4 separate regions of the Mus musculus genome follow, and regions 1, 2 and 3 are each linked to region 4. A link is a contact called in public Hi-C, HiChIP or PLAC-seq and promoter capture Hi-C data. All regions are on one chromosome and are shown on one strand. Each heading gives the region's core, a stretch centred on a gene start, on an enhancer-like site or on the middle of the called end of the contact. The rest is flanking DNA. Distances are from core to core; before and after follow the strand shown.

The links. Promoter capture Hi-C pulls out the DNA fragments that hold promoters and counts their contacts. Hi-C and Micro-C count contacts between places; a contact is called where the count stands out from the background. HiChIP or PLAC-seq counts read pairs in DNA pulled down with a chosen protein or histone mark.
Region 1: a contact with region 4 is called in an H3K4me3 HiChIP or PLAC-seq map of embryonic forebrain, with 8 times the contacts expected there. The contact joins the enhancer-like site here to the promoter of Zcwpw2 in region 4. A contact is called at or near these places in 2 of 39 promoter capture datasets (the 3T3-L1 cell line and hippocampal neurons), 1 of 484 Hi-C or Micro-C datasets (cortical neurons) and 3 of 115 datasets of contacts at active chromatin or transcription factors (astrocytes, embryonic forebrain and stem cell-derived neural progenitor cells).
Region 2: a Hi-C map of the N1E-115 cell line shows a contact between it and region 4, with 6 times the contacts expected there. The contact joins the enhancer-like site here to the promoter of Zcwpw2 in region 4. A contact is called at or near these places in 2 of 39 promoter capture datasets (cranial neural crest and hippocampal neurons), 1 of 484 Hi-C or Micro-C datasets (the N1E-115 cell line), 2 of 115 datasets of contacts at active chromatin or transcription factors (astrocytes and large pre-B cells) and 1 of 9 other capture datasets (adipose tissue).
Region 3: a promoter capture Hi-C map of hippocampal neurons shows a contact between it and region 4, with 2.2 times the contacts expected there. The contact joins the promoter of Plcd1 here to the promoter of Zcwpw2 in region 4. A contact is called at or near these places in 5 of 39 promoter capture datasets (the C10 cell line, cranial neural crest, hippocampal neurons and 2 more), 1 of 115 datasets of contacts at active chromatin or transcription factors (astrocytes) and 1 of 9 other capture datasets (adipose tissue).

What each region holds. Positions count from the first base shown.
Region 1 is chr9:116,806,032-116,809,260 of GRCm38.p6, forward strand. The region is part of intron 5 of Rbms3 (RNA binding motif, single stranded interacting protein); the gene reads right to left. Among named protein-coding and RNA genes, the nearest start is that of Gm39449, 280 kb to the left of the region's middle. Within about 2 kb of position 1,855, at least 88 of the 459 cell types and tissues checked have an H3K27ac peak or open chromatin away from gene starts, as enhancers often do. A contact at or near this core is called in astrocytes, cortical neurons, embryonic forebrain and 1 more, where this site is marked.
Region 2 is chr9:116,964,436-116,967,869 of GRCm38.p6, forward strand. The region is part of intron 3 of Rbms3 (RNA binding motif, single stranded interacting protein); the gene reads right to left. Among named protein-coding and RNA genes, the nearest start is that of Gm39452, 230 kb to the right of the region's middle. Within about 2 kb of position 1,371, at least 16 of the 459 cell types and tissues checked have an H3K27ac peak or open chromatin away from gene starts, as enhancers often do. A contact at or near this core is called in the N1E-115 cell line, where this site is marked.
Region 3 is chr9:119,092,079-119,095,179 of GRCm38.p6, forward strand. It overlaps Plcd1 (phospholipase C, delta 1), which reads right to left and starts at 1,424. Exons shown (of 15, transcript NM_019676.3): 1 at 1,280-1,424. The coding sequence starts at 1,313.
Region 4 is chr9:118,039,337-118,042,582 of GRCm38.p6, forward strand. Zcwpw2 (zinc finger, CW type with PWWP domain 2) reads right to left here and starts at 1,523. Exons shown (of 9, transcript NM_001378466.1): 1 at 883-1,523. It overlaps Azi2 (5-azacytidine induced gene 2), which reads left to right and starts at 1,186. Exons shown (of 8, transcript NM_013727.4): 1 at 1,186-1,622.

The sequences.
Region 1 (3,229 bases), core at 605-3,104, 1.2 Mb before region 4:
TATTTGGGGCTACCACAGGTAGCAAGAAGCTAAAAGCATGCAAACCTATCCTTGCTTCATTTTGGAATTTTGACTATTCTCCAATTTTTTATTTTTAATACTAAGTGCCCATATTTGTACAATGAGTTATTCTGTGTGTACAATGTCAGCATCTCATGTCTAACATACGGAGAGATCACTTTCAGCACCTCCCAGCATCACATTGACCTTGGAATGGCTGCCATGGCTCAGGTACATTTCCAAGAATTTTCAAAAAAATCTAATTGTATACGGTCTTGTTGTTTCTTCAATTGTATGTGTGTGTGTGTGTGTGTGTGTGTGTGTGTATACTTGTATCTGTGTGGAGACCAAAGGAAAACCTTGGCTGGCACACAGTTTGTTTCTTGAGGCAGGATCTCTCACTGGCCTGAAGCTCACTAAGGAGCCTCTACCGACACCAGCTCCATAATGTTCAATCTTCATTACTATATTTTTACTTAAGTGTATATTGGGGGGAGGGGTTGTGTGTGAATAGCACCTGTGGAGGCAAAAAAAGAGGAGTGAGATTCCCCCAGAGCTGGAGTTACAGGTGGCTGTGATCCACCCCAGGTGGCTGCTGGGAACTGAATTCATGTTCTCTGGAAGAGCAATACATGCTCATAATTACAGACTCATCCCTCCAACCCCATAATTGAAAATTTAAATATAATAAATATGTAAATTTAAATATATAAATACAGAGCAAGAAAGAGAAAATTTCATCCATTATTTAATGAGAGGAACCCTTAAACTATATGCTTCCTGTTTCTATAAGGTTTTTTTGTTTTGTTTTGTTTTTTTTTAAACTTCCATTTCTAGGAAGAAAGCAATTCTAATTCTGTTTCCCTATCTTCCCACATGAGATCTACTCACTGTTACCTCTTTGAAGAAAAGCTTCATCCTGGGTAGACACATGAATGGGAGAGGAAATGGGAGCCCTTAACTCCCACAGACGGTATATTAAGGGCATTTCATTCTTGGAGTTAAAGACAGAAGGCTCGTGCCTGGAGAGTCCCTTCTCTGTAAAGTCTCTCACTGAGCTCACGCAGATAACAGACAAAGGAGACTAAATGCTGCTTGCAAACCCCCCACAAATCAAATCCTTTCTCTTTGTCCTAAAATGACATGTAATTCTAAACGAAGACCAAACATAGCTGAAGGTTGCAATGTGCAATTGCTGATTTGGGGAATACAGAACAAGCTAAAAAGAAAATGGGCTGCTATCCACTCCACGTGCACAGCCAGCCTATTTTTACTCCGGTTTGAAAGTTTCAAGTCTCCCTTCTGGGTTCTAAATAGGATCATCTTTCCTTAAAGCCATTTTCTAGCTGTGGCGGGCCTGATGAGGGGCTCTTTCTAGGAACACAAAGGTAGCCGTGGAGATGGCTTGCTTTGGGTTCATTCAGATCTAACTAAGTAGATGTCTGCTGTGAGCCATTAGAGATTCTTTGAGAGAGTAAATGCAATGAACGACTTTTCTGTGACTGTCAGCTTGCAGCATCAAAGCATGGTACATTGTATCACTCAGCAGTGACAATTTCATTTGGATACACGGGGCCACACCTGATCATTGCAAAGCTGCCCCAGCAACACTGGCTCGGTGCCTCCAGGAGCTGACAAAGAGGCAGAGCCAATGTTCTGGAAACGGAACAAAAGTGAGACCTGTAGGTGAATACCCGTATTAGCCAGAACATGCCTATTTTCCTCTCAAGTTTCACAATTAAGTGCTCGGTGCAGCTGCCAGCTGAAGCTCTCTGAAATCTGGCCCATGCAAGGCTTGAAGCTGACAGGAGTGCTCTCAAGTCCCCACTGGCAGCAGCTGCCTTTACAGGCCCCTTGCAGCCATCCTGGCTCAGCACAGTGCCTCCATTCTTCTAGAAAGTAGCTGAGCCCTTCTGTGCCCTGCAGAACAGCGCCTGGGTGGGGTCAACCCTTCATCGGACAATGCGTTAACCGCTCTTAGGAGGCGCCAGGCATGGGGTAAAGCTTCAGGGGGCTTTTTAGGTCTGCTGTTTGAATGTAAACACATGTTCAAGGGTGTGTTTCTTTCTTGCCTCATGACTTATAACTGCTGGCTTCAGTCATTTGAAACACACTAAAGGATTCCGTTGTTGCTGCTGCTACAGCTGCCTCTCCCTCCAACTCTTCTTCCTTCTCTCTACCCACCTCCCCTCCTTCTCTTCCTCCTCCTCCCTCTCTTCCTCCTCATAAGTCTTATTCCTCCTCTTCCTCTTCTTCTCAACAACTACTACTGAGGAGGGAAACTGATATTATAGCTCACACAATTCACAGTCAAACTAAAACACACAAGAACCTGCTCCAGCACCGGTAGAATGTTCTGGATCAGGCTTGACACACAGAGGAAGGAAGTCTTGTGGAAACCCATGTTCAGCTAAACTCTCACCTCAACAGAGTCCTCTCAGGTCACGATCTGAAAGCTCTAAGCATTATAAGCCATGGATTTAAAAACAAATCCACTCCATTGTCACATGCTAGGCTTAATTAGAGGTTTCCGCTCTTGTGAAATGTTTGGTGTTTTGCAATCACAGGCACTGGATAAACTATTGGTGACATGGAGGAGCATCCAACTTTAGGAGCCAAACATCCTCATTTCTGGTAAGATTTACGCAAAGTGTCAAAGCTATCAGAGGAATTTTAATGACTAAAATGTGTGCTCTTTCTAGCATTTCAAAATTAAATGACGTCATTTGCTTCTTAACCCATTGCAGCATAGAATGCAATAGTGAGTCCCCAGGACAAGGGAAATTTTTAATTAATTAATTAACTAATTAATTAATTAATTAATTTTTACACTCCAGATTTTATCCCCTGCCCCTGTTCACCCTCCGACTGCTCCACATCCCGAACCTCCTCCCCACTCCCCACCCGTCTCCATGAGGACGTATGTCCCCACCCCCACCCCACCTGACCTCTAAAATCCCTGGGGCCTCCAGTCTCTTGAGGGTTAGGTGCATCATCTCTGATTGAACACAGAACCAAAAATATTCTTTTTAAAAAATCTGTTTTAGGTTTGTGCCTCTGTGTGTGTGTGTGTGTGTGTGTGTGTGTGTGTGTGTATGTGCACAGCATATGCATGTACACATACACACTCACATGTGCACTCATGGCACTCATATGGTAAAGGTTAGTCATCAAGAGACATTCCTCAGGCACCATCTATCTTCTCTTAGAGACAGAATCTACCCACCAA
Region 2 (3,434 bases), core at 121-2,620, 1.1 Mb before region 4:
GTGTGAATTCAAAGGAAATGACTAAAACTCATTTCAGCGATTCAGAAGTATTTTTTGGCCAACTACTAGGGCACGCTATAGACTTCTTTGTAGTTTTGAGCAAGAAGTAGGAAAGTAGGGGAGACCAAGCTGAGAAGAGATCCAAGCTTTGTGAAAACAAGTAGACAATTCATAAAACATCCTATCCAAGAAGGCGCAGGCCCAGGCACCTCTGCACAGACATAGACATGCTGCCCCAGAACCCACAGTCACTGGAAGGAAGAAGCGCCCTGGCTGTGTGTGTGTTACGTATCTCAGTCAGTGCTGTGACCAAGTGCCCCACACAAGCAACTGAAAGGGAATGGCTTATCCCGGCTCTTAGTTCTGTCATAGCGGGGAGGCATGGCAGCAAGAACAGGAGAAAACTGGTCACAGTATCGACAGTCAGGCAGAGAGCAGGTAGGAAGGGGGCTGGTTTATAAACCCACAAGGCCACCCCAATGACTTGCTTCCTTTCCCACATCATAGCCCTGAATTCATTTCTTCCTTCAGCAGGTAGAGGGTTGGTTCTTGATAGTGTCAATAAAGAAGGCAGAAGTCAGTTACTGGATGAAAGGAAGAAGGTGGGACTTCCACCTCCCAGGAGGAGGAGGAGGAGGAGGAGGAGGAGGAGGAGGAGGAGGAGGACCATGTAACATCTTAAGTAGCTGTAAATGGCAGCCTTTGCCACCTGCAGATAGGCTGAAATAGGCTAGCTGACAAAGCTAGTACAGGAGATGTTTTTGCCCCACACATCAGATTCCTCCTTGTACTTCAAGTCCCATTCTCCACACAGTATATTAGAGAATCTAGGTCTGGCTCTTCAGGAGGCTGTGCTCCTATACATACTTAGCCAATTTCCACAAGGCACCCTGAGCTTTCTCTCGGGAAATTTTTGACTGAATTCTGGGGACAATGAGGGACCCCACACTTGTGGGGGTGGCTCCAAGCCAACAAGAAGCAAAAGATTCTGCATACAGACTTAGAATAAAGAGCGAGTAAACACTCTCCAGTTGTGGGATATTCATGTATACTTTTACTGGTCTAAGTGAGGGACCAGAGGTCAAAATGTCTCAAGAAACCGTGAAAGATATTTCCATTCTGGAAGAAAACGTGGCGTCTTGGAGGTTTACGAGGGTAAGAGCTACATCACGGCCGGGAGAAAACAAAATGACATACAAGGCTGGCTCTAATAAGAAACAGCGATGCGTTGAGTGAGGGATAAAAATCACTTTAATTTGGTTTCAATTTGCTCTCCTTCCCGACAAATAATTAAGTCTGGTCACGGCCACCTCTGCCCCTGCAGCTGGCAGGAGAAAGGCAGCAGAGCAGCCCCACCCAGCTCATGGTGCTTTCTACCCTGCAGCACCCCAGGAAAGGCTAGCCAGGACAAACTCAACTTGGTGGCTGCGCACCCACCTCCTTCTTATGTCATCTAATTTGGCCACAGGTTCAAGCCAATTAGATCTGAATGTCACTGTTCCCTCCTACCCCCACCCCCCACCAGCCAGAGCTTGTTTTTCTTCCTGGTCAGAGGAGACCAGGCCTGCAGCTTGGCAATTAGGCGGAAGTGGCGCCATGGGAGGAAAGGAACTGTGGGATAATTAGGTCATTCTGAGAATTCGGTCTTCCATCCACAGGCTTAATCAATGCTTCCCTGAAATGCTTTGTACCTTCTGCGCTTACTTAAGGTTTTGTTATTACATGGCACTACCAGTGGGATGACCTTCTAGAGAAATAATCTATATTAATTACAACTTAACTCTACAGTATCACCCGAGGGCCCTTTGTCTGTCTCCTGCAGTCAGAGGTGACATATTCCAGGGACCTTTATCCTTCAAAACCCATTGTGCAAAGATGGGTTTGGAGTTTCATTAAAGTCTCTTTACATATTCAACGGTTGATACACACATGGGGTGTGTATGTGTGTATGTGTGTATGTGTGTTTGTATGTGTGTGTGTTTGTATGTGTGTATCTGTTTGTGTGTGTCTGTATGTGTGTGTTTGTATGTGTGTGTGTATTTATGTGTGTATGTATATGTGTGTTTGTATGTGTGTGTTTCTGTGCATGTTTGTATGTGTTTGTGTGTGTATGTGTGTGTTTGTGTGTATATGTTTGTATGTATCTCTGTGTATATGTGTGTGTGTTTGTGTGCATGTGTTTGTGCGTGTCTGCATCCCATTTTATGTGCACATGTGAGTTAGATCAGGAGGTAGGTATACAGAAGTACTGCTGTAATACCTGGAAAGGACAAGCAAACCTCTGTTTCCAGGTGAGGTGAACAGACTACAATTTGTGCACAAAACAAACAAAAAACAAAAAGTAAAGGCTAGGTAAAAGACATAAGATTTTTAGTCTGGTTGAATAAAACAGTTACAAGACAGACAAACTCAACAAGTGAAGGAACTTGCTTTCAAGTACCACTTGAAAATCGGACATTCTCTCTGTTTATAGTGCCTGAGAAATCATACCGAGCTATACCCGAGTTCAGATGGGTCTACCAAATCACCATGTACAGTTGACTTTTCTTAAATAGGAGACATTACTGCTGCTGACTGAGAGTCAAAACTAGGATCAAGATCATTATTGAGGAGACGGGTGAAATGCCCAAGTGTTATTGAGACTCAGTGTCCACACAGTTTACCTAGCCTTCTTCTGGGGCAATTATTACTTTATTGCATGGCAGAGATTTAACAAGCAGTCAATGTAGATATAAATTTCAGGCCAACCTCCAGAAAGCCTCTCTTTGCTGAAAGGCTGCATTCATAGATGTCTGTGAATTATCTGAGCAACATGTCTCTTCCATTGGTATAGAGAGAAGGTAATGTTAGAATGATGGCTGCAGGAACGGGCCTGGGGTACTCACAAAACATCCTACTGAGTTTGTAGCTATGATGGGAGCAAGCTATAAGAACACTGTCACTGCAGGCCACTGGGTAGGCAGAACTGATTACCATCTAAGCTCTGATTGCCCATTCCCCTCTTCCTCCCCTTGCTCCAGTCTTACAACAGGCAGCGGCGATAGAGTTCTCCCAAGCACAGAGCAGAGGTACTGGTCTTAGTGAGCAAGCGTTGATTGGAGGGGAACCACTGCCAAGCTGTGATACTGTGCTCTATATTTAGACTCAGTGAATCCCCAAAATGGCTGGTGTGGGATGCTCAGAGTCAACACCCATCTTCAGAATCCACCATGCATGCAGGAAGAGAAAGCAAAGCCCATAACTGGGAATATTATAAGAAGAAGCCTTATATATGCTTCTCTAGCTATTTTCTTTTTGTTTTATACATGTACACATGTATGTGTGGCCATGTGAATGTGGTATATGTATGCATGTATGTGTGGCTATGTAAATAATTTCATTCTTGTTAGAGGAAGATGCTGGGCCTCCTGATCTACCGCTATTGTTATAATTCT
Region 3 (3,101 bases), core at 174-2,673, 1.1 Mb after region 4:
CCACCAGTCAGGAGCTGTAGGGGCATCTCTGACCTCTGGAGAGAATGAGGGAACAGTGGGAGGGGCAGGAACACAGCCCAACAAGGTGGCTTTTAGAAACCCAAGCTTACTGGGCCCCCACAACAATAAAGTCCAGGTCAACTGATGCAAAACAGGTTGGGGGCTGCCTGCAGGGCACACATCCAAGGGGGAGTGGAGCGGAGGACAGGTGAACACAAAAATCTACAGCCCAGGAGGCAAGGCGTCTTAGTGGGTAAAGGCAATTGCTGCCAAGCCCAGTGACCTGAGTTTGATCCTAGAACGCACAAGATAGAAGGAGATAACTGATTCCTGCAAGTTGTCCTCTGATCTCCATACACCCATACCCCCTCCAGCACAAGTACACGTTGTTTAATTAAAAAACAAAAACCAAGAACCTACAATCTCAGGGATACTCGAGTTAAGTGAAAAATACTGTGAAACCGTGGATCGATGTGAGAGGAGCAGGTATTGCTGAGCTAATAGATGACCTGGGGAGACACGAAGGAAAGACTCCCCACAGCCCCTCCCACAGAGTGTGCGTAAATACCACTTAGTTCCTTGCTCTTCCCTGGACGCTTCTAAGACAGGCAGCCAGGAGCCTGCGCTTTCCCTCTCTGCTAGAGGGACAGGCATGGGGAGAAGAGCTAGCCCAGATGGGAAGAAACAAAGCCGGCTGGACAAAGGACCAAGCTGCCAGGCGGTTCTAACTGAGATCTGGCCCAGTCCGACCAGGAGGGTCAGCAAAAAGACAGCGCTGCTCCTCCCAGCCCTGGCATCGCTTTTCTCTGTTCTGGGGAGCGAAGGCTGCCAGAACGACTTCAGCCAAACTTGCACACCTCCTCCTCGCCCCACCCATTTACACCCTCATCCGCCACACCCGCGCGGCCTGACTCGCTTCAGGCGCACCCGTGTTTTGGGGAGCCTCTGAATCGAGAGTTTGGCTAAGGATGCTGTCCCTTTCCTTCCCTGACCCCTTTGGTGCCATCTGGACCCAGGAGCCCAGCCTTTTATGAACAGGCTAAGGGGAAATCCCCGAGAGATGTCAGCATTGCTCCCCGATCTCTTGGGCCAGATTTGGGGGAAAGTCTGGAAACGCCCAAGGTTGTGTCCAGCGCGGGCCGAGGTTTTTCTGGGATCCCACAAGGGGACAAGGAGTTGGCTCTCTGGTGGTTTAAATGCGGCCGAAGGAGCTGTTATCCCTGCCGCCCGGGTGTATTTCGGCTTTCCCGAGGGTCTCCCCTACGTTCGGGACACTCACCGTGCAAGGTCAGGAAGTCCCGACCGGAGTCCATGCCGGTCGGGGCGCGCGGAGGAGGGGACGCGGCGTGATTCACTTGAGCAAAATCACCAAGCGGCCTGGGGTCCTTGCGCAGTCCGGTGCAGGGACCCAACTGAACTGAGATGGGAGGCGGCCGGGGGTGGGTCCAGAACACCGTACCGCCCCCCGGACCCGCCAACCGGCGCTTCTCCCCGCCCCCTCCAGGGGACCTGGAAAGGACGCGGTGCTGGGGGCCGGGAAGACTAGCCAACCCTGGCCGGGGCTCGGGCCAGCTGGGTGCGCCAGGGCCAGAAATAGTCAGATCCCTCCTGCTTCCTCCACCGCCACCACCCACAGGCCCTGTCATTACGGCGAGCTGCCGGCCCCACGCCCTGCCTGTGGGCGCCTGGCCTCGCCGGGGTTGTGGGTGATGTGGGAAAGAATCAGAATCGGGTCTTAGCGGGGACAGGAATCACTGCTAAAGCGGCTGATTAGCCAGGCAGTCTGGTCTGTCTTCTAAGAAATGCGTGCATGCACGGGCCCACATTGCCACGTTTGGGGAGAGTAATATCTAGATTTTTTTTTCAAGAGAGGGGCCCCTCTCTTTAGCTCTGAGAGACGTCTCATTTCCGGGGGTGTTGAAGGTGCTTTCCTTAAGGTAGGGGTAACAGCAAGCAGGTATAGGCCCCTCACTCCCTAATGAGGGGAGAAGACGGAGGCCTGCCGTGAGGCTGCCTGGGCAAGGGTCCCGATACTGGAGGCAGTTGGCCTGGAAGAGTCTAGCCGGGCTCTCCTCAGCTCTTTCTCTCCTAGCATTAGCAGGCCTCCGTGGCCTGTGAAGCATGGGCTGTCTCCCGATTCTGAGTGTTAAGGCTGGGTTTTAGAGAATCACTTGCCGTTCATGTACACCCCACCCCACCCGCACCCCCACAGTGTGGGGCTGGCACTCAGGCCTCCCACTCCCCACCCCCACCCCCGTCTTGATGCCCTAGGAAGGCCCCCCCCAGGTTTCCTTTCCACAAGCTGGGCGCTGTACTGCATGAAGAATGAGTAAGGCTCCATTGCAGACAGAGCCTGGGAAGGGGCAAATTGAGAAATTCCTTCCCTGACTTCCGTCTCTTTCTCCAAAGCCCTACTCTCCAGGTCTTCCCTGAGCCTTGGAACCTCCCCCCTCGGTCCTGTCCTGGAGCCTGGCAGGTATTCGCATCCATGAGTCAGGCCTCCTCTCCTACACCTGAGACCAAGAACTCCTGACACCAGCAGTTGGCACGGCTTCATCTCCAGAGTCATTTCTTCTTGTCATCTCCGTCTCCGAGTCCTGGGCTCCAAGCCAGGGCATTACCCACCACTAGGGCCTCTCCCTCTACCACAAAAGACCATGGCCGGGTTTATAGAACGCTCTGCTCCTGAGTACTCCAAGCTCACAGACACATATGTAGCTTCTGTTGCACGCATTGCAGCTCACTCATGTCCCCTCCCTGGCCTGGGGTTGCCAGGCAGACTTGGGGAGGCATGCTGACTCAAAGCTGTCCCAAGCAGCCAGGTTCTGCAGAAACAAAGAACGTCATGCTCAAGTGCTGACCTGCACCATGACACTCTTCCCATCCTCTTTCTTCTCCCTCTCTCACGGGGTGGGAGGCCCTCTGCTCTGTGCAGCTAGGTTTAAGTAGTGTGCCTAGGATGGTTGTGGAATCTGGTGGGGGAAGCCTTCCAGGGGCAGCGGTGTGGGCCTAGTCCTGCCCGGGTGCCACATATACTCTACTCAGAACCTTTGCAAACTCTCCTGAGACCCTGACTGCTCAAAGGGCCTCGGTGGTAGGCT
Region 4 (3,246 bases), core at 273-2,772:
ATATACTCCAGTGAAAAAATTATCTACCCATAGGCAAAAACTATATACTCAAAAACCTTCCACAGAACACTGACAGAATTTAAGTTTTCAGTTGACAAAATAATATAGTGCCAAGAAACATGAGCGTTCTTAGTTGTCAATAAATAAATATTAACTATAACTATGACTCTCACATTACTTAACCAGAAATAATCTAGAACTTGTGCTCCTTTTTCTGTCTGTGACCCCCTAAGATTGCAATTAATTTGTCTATGCCTCACCATACAGTTCAATGTTCTAGCATGCACAAGGCTTCGGGTTCAACCTCCAGCACCGCATTGCTTGGTAATGTATAAACCCAAAACCTTGGAGTCAGAAGCAGGAGGTCAGAGAAAAAAAAATTCAAGACTTTGAGGGTAGCCTGGGCTACTTGAGGCCCTGCCGCAAATTTAAAATTAAAAAACAAACGTACAAAAATATGAAGATTTAACAAACTACAGACAGAGAGAATTATAGATGACTAAAATTCTTCACCCGGTGGTGGAAACAAGTGTGTTTGTGGCCATTCTGGGATGCATAAGACTCTGCCTCAAAAAACAAACAAACAAACAAACAAACAAACCCGGAGGATTATCACCTAGAAATAACCGAGAGAGGAGACAACTCTAAGAGCCAGAACAAGTCAAGAGTTGGCCATGGGCTCCTTTTCTCCTGCTACACAGAAGAGCATCCCGGAACCCCCATGAAGTCAGTGAGCGACCTTGCTTCAAAAGATACCCAAGGAGACCGCCACGCGACCCGAAACACGGGGCCTGCGTGGATTCCAGGGGCCCCAGACACGCATCAGCTCTCGGGTTAGCACCACGGTGACAGGCGCCTCTGAGCTGAGCAGCACGGACCCACCTCACGGAATCCCAGTTGCCGCTGAGTGGAAAGGACGCGCTAGAGGGCGCCCTGAACGCGCGCCTCAGCCCAACAGCAGCCAGCCTGCGACGCTGTCTCAGCTCCACTCCGCCTCCCCGCGGCTGGGCGCGACACCTCACCCGCCGCGGGGACCACTGGGACTGGTAGTACGTACGCCCCGCCGCGGAGGCTCACGGGACTCGTAGTGCGCCTCTGCCCTACCGCAGAGGCTCATGGGACCTGTAGTACGCCCCGCCCCGCTAGAGCGCCACTTAGCGGCACCCTATATAGTCTTCAGGTCCGGCTTCCGGTTTCGTCGCGCTGCGCTGGCACCCAGCCTGTGCGCAGCGGCGACACCTTTGTGGGCGGCGGGGCGTTCGTAGACCCTTCTAGAACCCTCTAGGCCTCGCCGCCCCTGAGCGGGGCAGCGGGCGCCGGCGACCCCGGAGTTGACGCGCGTGCTGCTGGGTAACGGGCCTGTTCCGGCGGCCCCGGGCCGCCCCTGCTCGGTTCCTCTGTGACCTCCAGGGCCCCTGACTGCGGGAGCCGCGGCGGAAGACATGGGACTCCCTCGGTGCACCTGTGACGGCCACCTTGACGGGGGAAGCGGTGGCGTCTTCGAGGAAACCGGAAGCCCGTGGTGACCCCTGGCGACCCGGTTTGTTTTCAGCCGGCTTCCAAACACTGGGGAAGCGAAACCCGGTGGCCTTGGGGACCGCCCTACGTAGCCAGGGTTCAGGGTGAGTGGATCGCTCGCGCTCGCCCGGACGGTGGAGACAGCCAGGAGGGGCCTGGTGGCTGTCGCCTGGCCAGACGCACTTCGCTTTCTGTCCCCGGCGCCCTTCTGCTGTTCAGAGCGGCCCAGTCTAGCATCCCTGGTCCCTGCCATCCCACAGCCCCGCTTCCACGGGCTTTTTTTTTTTTTTTTTTTTTTTTTTTTTGCCTTCCCGCTCGGGGATTGCTCAAGTTCGGTCCGTGCTCTTGACTCGCTGGGAACGCTTTCAGTTTTATTTCCTGCACTGGGGTGGCATTTATATCGGAGAGGGAAAGAGGGACGTGGGTAGTGCCGGTGGCGTCTGGGAGTGACCATCAGTCTAACTTGCATGTTTCAGTCCCGTTTTCCGGCTGGGTTGCAAGGCAGGCTAACAGTGGTCCTCCTCGCAAGGAACTCGGAATACTCAGAAAGAGAGATAAAATACCCATGGAAGCTACTAGAAATCAGAAATACCATGTGATGATCAAAAACATTGACATACTGAGACTGAAATTGACCTCTAATCCTTAAGTACAGAAGAGCCACCCCACCCCCGTTTGAATTTTAAGTTGGATTGAACAAAATCTTAAAACAGTTTCATTTCTAGTTCTCAAAAAATGTTCTCCTTACCCTGTCTGTAGTGATCACTCCATCGTCTTAAATGGAAAACAATTGGAATTATTCGCTGAATGGCTACAGAGTGTTGAATGCTCTAGGTTTGTAAATGGACGTTTTCATGTAAATGCGAGAGATTCATTGATGTCTAAAAGGCAGCTTGCTGTCGTGGGAATGCCAGTGGATTAGATGGATAGCCCAGATGTGTAAGCATCGAGTTTTCCACTTCCTCTCTTGAGGAGAAGGCTGCTTACTCTGACTTTCTCCTTCCCCCTTTTCTGAAGTCCAGGGCTTGCTTACCCTCCAAGGCACCCAGTTATAATTTCTAAGAGCTAGGCTGGCTCTGAAGTTGACAACTTAATTTGTATGTTTAATTACTTCATCTGTAAATTGAAGAGTGCTTACCCATCTTAGTGCTTTTTTACATTGATTTAATGAATTCTTAAGAACAAGTCAGGGGGTGGTAGCACATGCTTTTTTAATAATCCCAGCACTGGGGAGTCTTGAGTTGCAGTCTAGCCAGTGCTACAAAGTGAGACATCTTCAAGAAAAAAAAAAGGGGGGGGGGGGGGAGCACAGTTTCTAGCATATAAGTGCCTCTAGCAGAAGTGCTTCGGTAATGGTACCAGAGCATGCCATGCTTACTGAGGGAAATAATATGATTTTTAAAAAAAGCTGAATAGGATGAATATAACTTTAATGCCACATTCTGAATTGAAGTTGTTTTATTGTCAGGAAATAATTATTAACAGCATTTATGTAGGTGTTTAGTTGCATTGAAATACATTATTTTAGATAAGGAGTGGAAAGAAGGCTGCCCTTGGATTGCTTGGCCGTAAAAACTAATCTCTGGGCTTACTGCATTCAGTGAGTCAGGATCATAAAAATGAAAGCTGCCATTTTTCATATTATATATCTGATATTGTTTTTGGACACTTAATAAACTGCAAAGCATTAAGCTACTAAGGCACATATGTTTAAGTGCTGGCGTCATT